Linked DNA regions of Sus scrofa: region 1 is linked to region 2. A link is a contact called in public HiChIP or PLAC-seq data. All regions are on one chromosome and are shown on one strand. The core of a region is the stretch at or near the end of the contact, and the rest is flanking DNA. Distances in the headings are between cores, read along the strand shown. Region 1 holds the start of NUP88 (nuclear pore complex protein Nup88). Region 2 holds the start of DHX33 (putative ATP-dependent RNA helicase DHX33).

The links. HiChIP or PLAC-seq counts read pairs in DNA pulled down with a chosen protein or histone mark.
Region 1: a contact with region 2 is called in an H3K27ac HiChIP or PLAC-seq map of skeletal muscle. The contact joins the promoter of NUP88 here to the promoter of DHX33 in region 2. A contact is called at or near these places in 1 of 5 promoter capture datasets (liver), 1 of 47 Hi-C or Micro-C datasets (epiblast stem cells) and 2 of 2 datasets of contacts at active chromatin or transcription factors (alveolar macrophages and skeletal muscle).

The regions. Positions count from the first base shown.
Region 1 is chr12:51,560,591-51,565,741 of Sscrofa11.1, forward strand. NUP88 (nuclear pore complex protein Nup88) reads left to right here and starts at 1,865. Exons shown (of 17, transcript XM_021067743.1): 1 at 1,865-2,644. The coding sequence starts at 2,354. RPAIN (RPA-interacting protein) reads right to left here and starts at 1,828. Exons shown (of 7, transcript XM_021067747.1): 1 at 1,668-1,828; 2 at 75-245. The coding sequence starts at 1,748.
Region 2 is chr12:51,525,639-51,530,605 of Sscrofa11.1, forward strand. DHX33 (putative ATP-dependent RNA helicase DHX33) reads left to right here and starts at 1,433. Exons shown (of 13, transcript XM_021067729.1): 1 at 1,433-1,864; 2 at 4,598-4,624; 3 at 4,627-4,757. The coding sequence starts at 1,588.

The sequences.
Region 1 (5,151 bases), core at 615-3,114, 35 kb after region 2:
CATAGGCAGAGAGAGGAGACTAGGCAATCCTGGTGCTAGAACACCTTCCCTAAGAACACATAACCCAGCCTGACCTGTGCCAAGGCTCCTGGCCAGCTCTTCGCCGACTGCAAAGCATTCCACTCTTCTTCCATCACCTCCTGCACCAGAAGGCTATTTCGAGCTCCCCCTGACATACTGCTTCCAGTCTGGCGATATCTGTTCAGGAGCCTGTCCCGGCTGTTTCTCATTCTCTCCAGGCATCCCTTGGAGAAGAATAAAGAAGGGATGGGGGGGGCAATTCCATTAAAAAACAACCTCTTAGATAAGTTATTAAAACATTAAAGGAAATTTCTAGACACAAAATTTCAACTATAATTCTGACTACTGTTATTTTGGTACCGTCCTCCAGATCCACATATAGTGGGTGAAATTACAATGCTTGGTAATGTATTTCTAGACCAACATATTTCATAGTCTATCTTCAGTTCCAGCTTCCTTACTGGCTGGGTGATAACAGCTCAGTATCCACTGTGCCATTAGAAAAGTTAGGCTGCTTCCAAATTCCTGCTCCTCTAGATATGGCTCTGGTGGTCGCCTCCGTTTTTCACCTTTGAGCAATCTTGTCTCCTAGGGGACATACGGCAACACCTGGAGCCATTTTTGGTTGTCACAGGGCTAGTTGTAGGGCTATTGATATCTAGTAGGAAGAGGCCAGGAAGGCTGCTAATCATTCTACAATCCTGAAACAGCCTCCCATAACAAAGCGCCAATTTCTTCAAAACGTCAAGAGCCAAGGGTGAGAAATGCTGCTGTCAACAGTCATTTCTAGGAGTTCCCATCCTGGCGCAGTGGTTAATGAATCCGACTAGGAACCATGAGGTTGCAGGTTTGATCCCTGGCCTTGCTCAGTGGGTTAAGGATCCGGTGTTGCCGTGAGCTGTGGTGTAGGTCACAGACACGGCTCGGATCCTGCGTTGCTGTGGCTCTGGTGTAGGCTGGTGGCTACAGCTGCGATTAGACCCCTAGCCTGGGAACCTCCAAATGCCACGGGAGCGGCCCTAGAAAAGGCAAAAAGACAAACAAACAAACAAACAAAACCAGGCAATTCTAGCATCAGATTATTTCTCTGGAACATATCCATTATTTCAGAGATTCTGGAAAGACAGGCCATAGTACTTACAAGAACCAGGCTGAGTTCAGAATAGGTCAGGACTGACTGCAGGCTACAGCTCTACAAAGCCTTAGTCATGGAGGCTCAAAAAGTTTGAAATAGAGAAATAATTTCCGGAATTGGAAATAATATCTAATTATTCTCTTCCTCTCTGGCATAGACATAAGGTCTCGCATGCGGTGAGTATACAAGGTGCCTCTCTGGTGTCCTCCCACCCGACAACAGCGGTGGTGTCACTGAAGAGGTGTAGAGGTGGACCACAGCTCACACTGAAAACAAACCCGAATCCAAAAGGAAGGCTTCTTGGGACTAGACCAGTCCAGGCTAATCCCACACCGAGGGGTCCAGAAACTCTAGGAAGTGACTGGACTACAGGTAGGAGGCCCAAGTGCCAGGTCCACCCCCCAAGACACCTGCCTCATCTGCTGAGAGAAGTCACGGAGGAGACCGGTTCCCGGGACGGACTAAGGAGGTGACAACGGCTCGGCCAAGGCTTCCCATATCCCACACTCACCTGCCTAAAAGCCGCCTTCCAAGGCGGCGAGCCCACCAGTTTATACAGAGAGCGGTGCCGAGACCCTGACGCCTCTGCCATTTGCTTTTCCCGGGAGTCGCCGCCAGAAAGCCCAGCCGCGGAGAGCGCGCAGAATCCTGGGAGTTGCAGTTTCCGGGTGCCCGCCGCACCAGGTCGCGGGGAATTCTGGGAGGCATTGTCCTTCGGGCCAGCCCCATTCCTTTACAGATTTAGGCAAACCCAAGATGGGTGACGGAAGTAGTGACATTTGTGAGGGCTACCCAATCTGGACTACTTTAGGAGAGGTAAGCCTTGAGGGGAGGTTTTGGATGTCTAGGTTTATCCTGGTGGGGGTGTCCAATAAGCAATAAGATACACATGTCTCAGGCTCCACCCCCGGCTCTAGACTGCCACACCCCCAAAGCTTGCTTTATGCCCGCAAGGTTCAGTTGACCTCATCCCGCCTCCTTTGGCTTCAGAAGAAATGCTGAACTGGCGATTGGCTTTCCTTTGGCCAATGCTGCCGCCTGATGGGCTGGCCTCGCCTTCGCCCCACCCCCTAGCTCTGTTTCCAGCTTCCGGGATGCCTGCTCGATGATTGGCTGAAGCGGTAGGCAGCTAGGCGCGGATTGGCTGCTCTCAGCGGCGGCCTGACCAACTGAGCAGAGGCGAGCTGTTGGGCTGAGATGGCGGCGGTCGAAGGAGCTACGGGCGACGGCGAGGTGTGGCAGACCTGGCTTCCTAATCACGCCGTGTTCTTGCGGCTCCGGGAGGGACTGAAAAACCAGAGCCCAGCCGAAGTGGAGAAGCCGGCTTCTTCATCATTGTCCTCGTCGCCGCCATTGCTGACAAGAAACCTGGTCTTAGGCCTCGGCGGAGAGCTCTTCCTGTGGGACGGAGAAGGCAGCTGTTTCTTAGTCGTTCGCCTTCGGAGCCTCAGCGGCGCGGGCGAGGAGCCCTCCCTTTCTCAGTACCAGGTACGACCAGGCTGATCTTGGAAAAGAACCTCAGCTGGGCTCCGAACTAGCTTTTTCGTTCTTTTCCTATCCTGGCTGTTTTTTATCTGCTGGGAGGGGTGCTACAGACGTCCTTTTGGGGGGCGTCCAGCAACGAGTGGGAAAGTCTTTTATTTTCATTCGCCTCAGTGTGGCCACAGAATCTTTTGGAGACTCTCGTCCCGTATTTCACTCCTTTGACAAGTATTCATTGACAATGTGCGGGACACTTACAAGAACTTATGCGCTCAAGAGGTCTGGGAGGAAGGGAAGGACGGTGGATTAACAATAAAATGTAGATGCAGGATGTCTGAAGAAAAACAAAGCAGGGTTAAGTGGGTGCACGTGCTATTTTTAGTGGCTCCTGAGAACCTATTTCCTGACGTCACACTCCTAATAGGGCAGGGACGTCCTGTCTTTCTCTTGGGGTTGTTGTGAGCATCAAGTTTGGCGCCTGAGGTGGAGGAGGAAAACCCTCTTAATTCTTTCAAGAAATTAGGCCAACCCTAGAGATGAAGAGGATTTTTTGCTTGTTTTTGAGAAGCCAACAGCATGTGAAAGTAGCTGTGATCAGAAAATCTCCCAGGGCTCTTGTGATCATCAAACATTGCTTTATGGGAGTGTTTATTTATAATAAACTGATTCTTGTCTTTTAACAGTTGAAAAAATAAACAGGAGTTCCTGTGGTGGCTCAGCAGGTTAAGGACCCCTGGTTGTCTCTGTAAGGATGCAGGTTCGATCCCTGGCCTTGCTCAGTGGGTTAAGGATTCAGCATTGCCGCAAGTTTTGGCCTCAGTTGCAGATGGGGCTCCGCTCTGGTGTTGCCAAGGCTATGGCACAGGCTGCAGCTGCAGCTCTGATTGACCCCTGGCCCAGGAACTTCGATATGCCGCAGGTGCAGCAGTAAAAAGAAAAAAAAAAAAAAAACAAGAAAAACCTGGCATCCATTTTAACACATGGCATCTATTGTGTGCTGTTGTTTGATTCTTATGATGAGAAATGATTTGAATAAGGTGCTAACAGTGTTTCTGCAGTTTTGAAAATAGATCACAAGCCTACAATCTACTTATTCTAAAATTTCAGTTTATTTTTATTTATTTATTTATTGTTTTTTTAGGGCCACACCTGAGTCATATGGAAGTTCCCAGGTTAGGGGTCCAATCGGAGCTGTAGCTGCTGGCCTATGCCACAGCCGTGCCAAATCTGAGCCGTGTCTGTTGACCTACACCACAGTTCACGGCAACACCGGATCCTTAGCCCGCTGAGCAAGGCCAGGGATCAAACTTGAGTCCTCATGGATACTAGTCATATTGGTTTCTGCTGAGCCACAACAGGAACGCCCTAAAATTTCAGTTTATAAGTGTAATTGTTAGATGCTCAGCACACAGTATCAAAATAGCACCCTTGGGAGTTCTCTGGTGGTCTGGTGGGTAGGATTTGGCACTTTCACCACGTGGTCAGTCCCTGGTCTGGGAACTGACATCCCACCTCAAACTGCTGCATGCTGTGGCCAAAAATAGATAGATAGATAAAATGTACACACTTAAAACACACACACACACACACACAAAATAGCACCTTATATTGCTGTGCAGAATTTAGCACTGTCATGATTAAATTATATATACTTGTTCATTGTATGAATTCTTTTCTAGATTGTAAGCACGAAGGCAAGGACAATGTCTGCCTTACTTATTTTTGTGTCCCCAGTACTTCAGTGTACCTGGAACATACAAGCTCTCAGTACATATTGATGACTATCTGAATAACTTTCAGTCCTCTAGAATCTCAGAAACTCAGAGATAGGCAAGAAAGCAACTTAACATGAGTTGCAGCTGTAAATGAAACAAAAACATGGGTGATGACTTTTAAAATCAAACCAAATCAGGAGTTCCTGGTGTGATGCAGTGGGTTAATGATCCGGCATTGTCTCTGTTGCAACACAGGTTTGATCCCTGGCCCAGGAACTTCCATATGCCGCAGGTGTGGCTGAAAAAAAAAAAAAGACCTCAAAAACCACCAAATACTATGATTATCACAAGTGACCTATGGTGGTTAGATTTGTTTAGCTGAGGAAAGGTGTTCTTTGTTTTGAGGTAGATTGTGAGACTCAAGTAGAAAGAAGATTGAAAAGATAGGGAAGAGGAACTAACCACTGATGAGGGTGGGGGGGGAACCTATTTGATTAGAATCAGCAAAGAGCAGCTAACCGCCCCCCCCCCCAAAAAAAACCCCAGACTTACAGACATCAGTATTTTTTGTCTTTTTTTTTTTTTTTTTTAGGGCCGAGCCCACTGCACATGAAGATTCCCAGGCTAGGAGTCTAATCAGCTGCAGCTGCTGGGCTACACCATAGCCACAGCAATACTGGATCCATAACCCACTGTAAGAGGCCAAGGATTAAACCAGCATCCCCGTGGATGCTAGTCAGATTCATTTCCTCTGAGCCACAGTGGGAACTCCTCAGACATCAGTATGAATTGAAATCA
Region 2 (4,967 bases), core at 183-2,682:
ATAAACTCAAGGTCTATAACTTGAGAGTTAACATTTTAGACATTGAAATGGTCTGAATGTTTGTGCCTCCCTCCCCGCAAGTTCATGCTGAAATCCGAATGCCTGATGGGAGGGTATTAGGAAGTGAGGCCTTTGGGAGGTCCTTGAGTCATGAGCTGGAACCCTCGTGAATGGGATTACTGCCTTATAAAAAACCTCCAGAGAGAGTCCTAGCCCCTTTCATCACGTGAAGACACAACAAGAAGTAGCAGCAATGAACCAGGAAGAGGGCCCTCACCAGAAGTCAACCATGCTGGCACCTTCAGAACTATAAGCAATCCACTTTTGATAAGCCACCCAGTATGTGGTATGCTGCAATAGCAGCCTGAAAAGACAAACCGATAGTGTCCTTTTTAATTTCGAATTGACTTTCTAAATTAATATTTAGGGGAAGTAAGTGGAATTTTGTCAACTTATTCTTAAATATGTATCTGCTAGTTCAACACATACATTTCCAGTAACCCCTGATCACTAGAGGAAAATAACCTCTGATCTGGAAGAGAGAGGGAGGATTTTTAACAGTTTCACAAATAGGGCAAGCCTCGTGGAAATAAACTGCAGAAGTTGGTGTCCTTCACATGGGTTGAAGCTTTCGATGAATTATCTGGAAATCCCTTTTCCTGTATGTAGAGCAAACAGCTGCTTGCCAGTCTTTCCACTGGCAAATCATCAAATCCTCTAAGAAATTTGAAAGAGGAACTAATTATATCCTGTTTTCCCAACTGGGGTTCTGAATCTTTTCACTGATTTCTGTGTCTGTGATGGGACTGGGAGCCCTGTAAAGGACTTGAGAGTCTGGCAGCAATAGTTGGGGAAAGAAAGAGTAAAGGAAAATGTTTAGTTTCGTCAGACTCCCCTTTTCCCTGCTTGTATTACAGGAACAGACCACTTCCATTGGAATAGTCACTTTCTAAGGAGAATGTATGATTGTCATAGAATATGTCATATTTCTTTTTTTCTTCTGTAACACGAGATGACCACCAATGTCTCTTTCAAAATTCAGATTTTGTGACACCTGAATGACTGATCTTGGAGACTCAGTTTCTTCATCTGTAAACTGGGGAGAGCAACTGTTGGGAAGATTAATGCAAATGTTTGTGTGTTCCTCACTAATTTTACCAAATTAAATATGTTCCTTGAAGAGCCAGTACTATCGTGGCAGAGAGAGGGAAACGTGCATTTACTGGGGGGAAAAATAGTGTTAGCAGGACACTAAAACAGTGAAGAAAACCGTGGTGGCTATCCAAAGTTAAGGTCTCTCGGAACCACATATCTTATCTTTCTTCGTTGTCGCTCCGGGCCTTTTTCCCCGGTCGTACCCCGGGCCTGCTCTGCCCTCTCTCAGGAAGTGAAAGCCTGGCTCCCCTGCCAGTGCATGCTGGGACTTGGAGTCTCCTTACTAAAGACTCCGGGTGGCGGCGCTGAGATCAGCTGGGTGGCTGGAACCGCCAGCACGTGGCGGGAAGGGGCGGCGCGCGCTAGCTGTCTGCTCCCGGGAGCGGCAGGGGCTGCCCGCCCTCGCGTCTCCCGTCCGGGTGCCCTCCCGACATGCCCGAGGAGGCGGATTGCCCCCCGGCCAAGAGATTCCGGCCGGGCGCTGGGCCTCCGAGCCGCGCCCGGCCCTGCCCTCCCGGGCGGCGAGTAGTGATGCTGCTGAATGCGGGCGGCAGCGGAGGAGGCAGGAGGCAGCAGCCGGCCCTGGCCCACCCCTCGACCAGCCCCTACCCTGAGGCCGTGGAGCAGCAGCGCCGGAGTCTGCCCATCTTCCAGGCGCGGGGGCAGCTGTTGGCCCAGCTCCGAAACCTGGACAGCGCTATCCTCATCGGTGAGTGACCGCGCCGGCGGGTCCTTCCTCGTTACCTGTTCCGGCTTCTCGAAAACAGCTTTTCTTAGATGCCTATCGCCGTCTTTCATTAGTTTCTACAACAAACTTGACGGCCTTTTCTGTGCGGGGGCCAGGCGAGGGCCTCGGAGGAGAGTCGGACAGCCCCTCTCTGGAGGCTCTCACAGCCAGGGCAAGTGACCCACCCGTTAGGCAAAGACTCACCTTCCCTGTGAAAGGGTACAGGGGCGCAGCGGACACTTCGAGAGCTGAGAGGAGTGGATTACTCAGGGAGGGATGGCTGGGGAGGTGGTCCCCAGAAGGCGATGGACACAGGGGAGAGGGCCTGCAGCATGAGAGACTTAAGTGGAGGTGAGAAAGGGCCCTATCTAACGCAAGCAGTTGTTTCTGGTGCACAAAGTAAGAGGCAGAGTTGAGGGCAGGGGACTTCGTAAGGAGCTTCGATCCCAACATTTAAGTAAGAGGAGCTCCTGAAAGACCGAGAGGATGAGTTTTCGAAGAGGGGAAGGAGACCCAGGAGAGGTGATAGTCTAAGGATGGAGTTGTAAGAAGGGAGGAAACAGACGCACCAATGAGGTCCAGTAAATACGGAACCAGAAAGATGCCTGCTGGATTGGATGCAACGTATGGTTCAGGGGTCCATTTGAGCTCTATTTCAGCAGAGCTGTCAGGGTGGGAGCTGATTTCTTACTGGGCTGAGGAGTAAGTAAGGGGTGAGGATCTGAAGATAGTGGGAGCCGACATCTGTTTGGAGAAAAAAGAGGGGGACCTAGAGGAGCTTGCAAGTATTCACAGGTTGAGGGGAAGAACTCAGTAGAGACGGAGGCCAAGGATGGAAGGTGGGCACTATTAGAGCAGGGGGTGGGGGCAGGAAGAGGAGCACTTGGCCACAAGGCCGGGTGCAGAGCTGGCCTGGACTAGGAGGAGGGATGCCCAAGAGGATGAGGGAGCTGAAGAAGGGAGGTCAGAATGGGGGTGGCTGCAGAAAGGCTTGGGGGAGGTGGAAGGAGATCGCATTTGAGGGCTTAACTTTTTCTGTGAAATAGGCGAGGGGGATGTGTTGAGAATGGGAGTCATAGGGGCCTTGGGGAGGATGGGGACAGAAAAAGGGCTGCAAAAACAAGCAAAAAGATTGACAGCAGTGCTGGTGCCCAGGTGCCTTTGGGTCCCTGCAAACTCGGGTCGTTGTCGGCAGTGTTGGGTTATTTTACTGTAGCCATGCTCGGTTTCTTGCGGTAGGAAGAGAAAAGATGGGCAAGGAGACGTTGATCCAAGTTTGGGTTTTTCCTGGTGGACTCAGGAGGAGGAGTGCATAAAAATCTGTTGGTCCAAAGATTCTTGTTCTGGTCAGGAAGCTTGAGCAATCAGAGGGGAAGAAAGATGGGCCCGTAGGGCTCTCAGGGCAGAGACAGGGCAGTGGGAGCTGTTGGCAAGGAACACAGGTTCACCAAGTTCTTCACCCTGAATGGGCGCTGGGAGGGTAGGAAATAAAGCTGCCCTTAAGGGCCTTCTTTGCCCTCCAGGGGCTTTTATTTTCTTTTTAGGGCTGCACCTGTGGCATATGGAAGTTCCCAGGCTAGGGGTCAAGCTGGAGCTGCAGCTGCCGGCCTACACCACAGCCACAGCAACGCTAGATCCTTAACCCACTGAGCGAGGCCAGGATCGAACCCACATCCTCATGGATACCAGTCAGGTTCATTACCGCTGAGCCACAACGGGAACTCCTCCAGGGGCTTCTGATATTGTTAAGGGGCAGAAAAGTTTCATAGACTGCAGGGGGATCAGTGACGGGAGAGAGGTGAATGAGACACTACAAATACAGAGGAGGCAGGTGCAGCCCCTGGGGAGAGAGTTTGAGGTCTAATTCATCTTGTAGAGCTTGTCAGGCAGGAGTGTGGGAGCAGGTGTCTCATCACAGTGTGGACAAAGGCTGAGGGTCTGAAGGCAGGCTGGGGGTGGTGAGGAGTTAGCTGTGGCTGCAGCGAGGGAGCTGGAGTCTCTTGACATCAGTACACGGACATCTCACTTATCCTTTTAAAAAGTAGGACATCTCTGTATAACAGTTATGTTTCATCGTATGATTTTACGGTTCCGGCTTATCGCTGACCTTGTACATTGTTTTCAGCTTTTGGCTGTCAGGAGCAAAGGTGACAAAAACATCATTGAAGCTGTATCTTTATTTCCTTAGAATCAATTCCTACAAGTAGAATCGTGGGTCAAAGGGTAGAAACATTTTAAAGATGTTCCTAATATAATTTGGCCTTTCAAGAAACAACTCCAGTTCACACTCTGCTAGCAGCATGCATGGGTATCCATTTTCCTGTGGTTTTATCATTTCAGAGTATTTTATCTTTTCCTTCTGACTTTGATCTGTTTGTTGCCTGAAATATGTTTCAGTTTGCATTCGTTTTTTGTTGTTGTTGTTGTTGTTTTGTCTTTTCTAGGGCCGCACCTCTGGCATCTGGAGGTTCCCAGACTAGGGGTCCAATCGGAGCTGTGGCTACCGGCCTGCGCCACGCCACAGCAACTCGGGATCCAAGCTGCATCTGCAACCTACGCCACAGCTCATGGCAATACTGGATCCTTAACCCACTGAGAAAGGCCAGGGATCAAACCGCCACTTCATGGTTCCTATTCAGGTTCATTAACCACTGCCCCACAACAGGAACTCCCTGTTTCAGTTTGCATTTCAGTGAGACTTTTTTTCTTTCCTAGGGGAGACCGGCTCTGGGAAGACGACACAGATCCCCAGTACCTGTATGAAGGGGGGATCGGGCGCCAGGCTGTCATTGCTGTGACCCAGCCTCGGCGAGTGGCTGCCATCTCTCTGGCTACCAGAGTCTCAGACGAGAAGAGAACTGAACTCGGGAAGCTGGTACCTCACTTCCTTCTTTACTGACAGTTCTCGGTCCCCTACCCTCCAGCCCCTGTCCCATGACTTTTGTTTTTCTGAGCAAGGTCACTTATATATCTCAGGCTTCTTTCTTGCCATGATTGTTTCAACCTCTCAGTTCTTTGCTAGGTCCTACGAGTTCAGAGGGTCTGACAGTCCAATTTGCTTTGTTTTCAAACTCTGTTAGCAAGA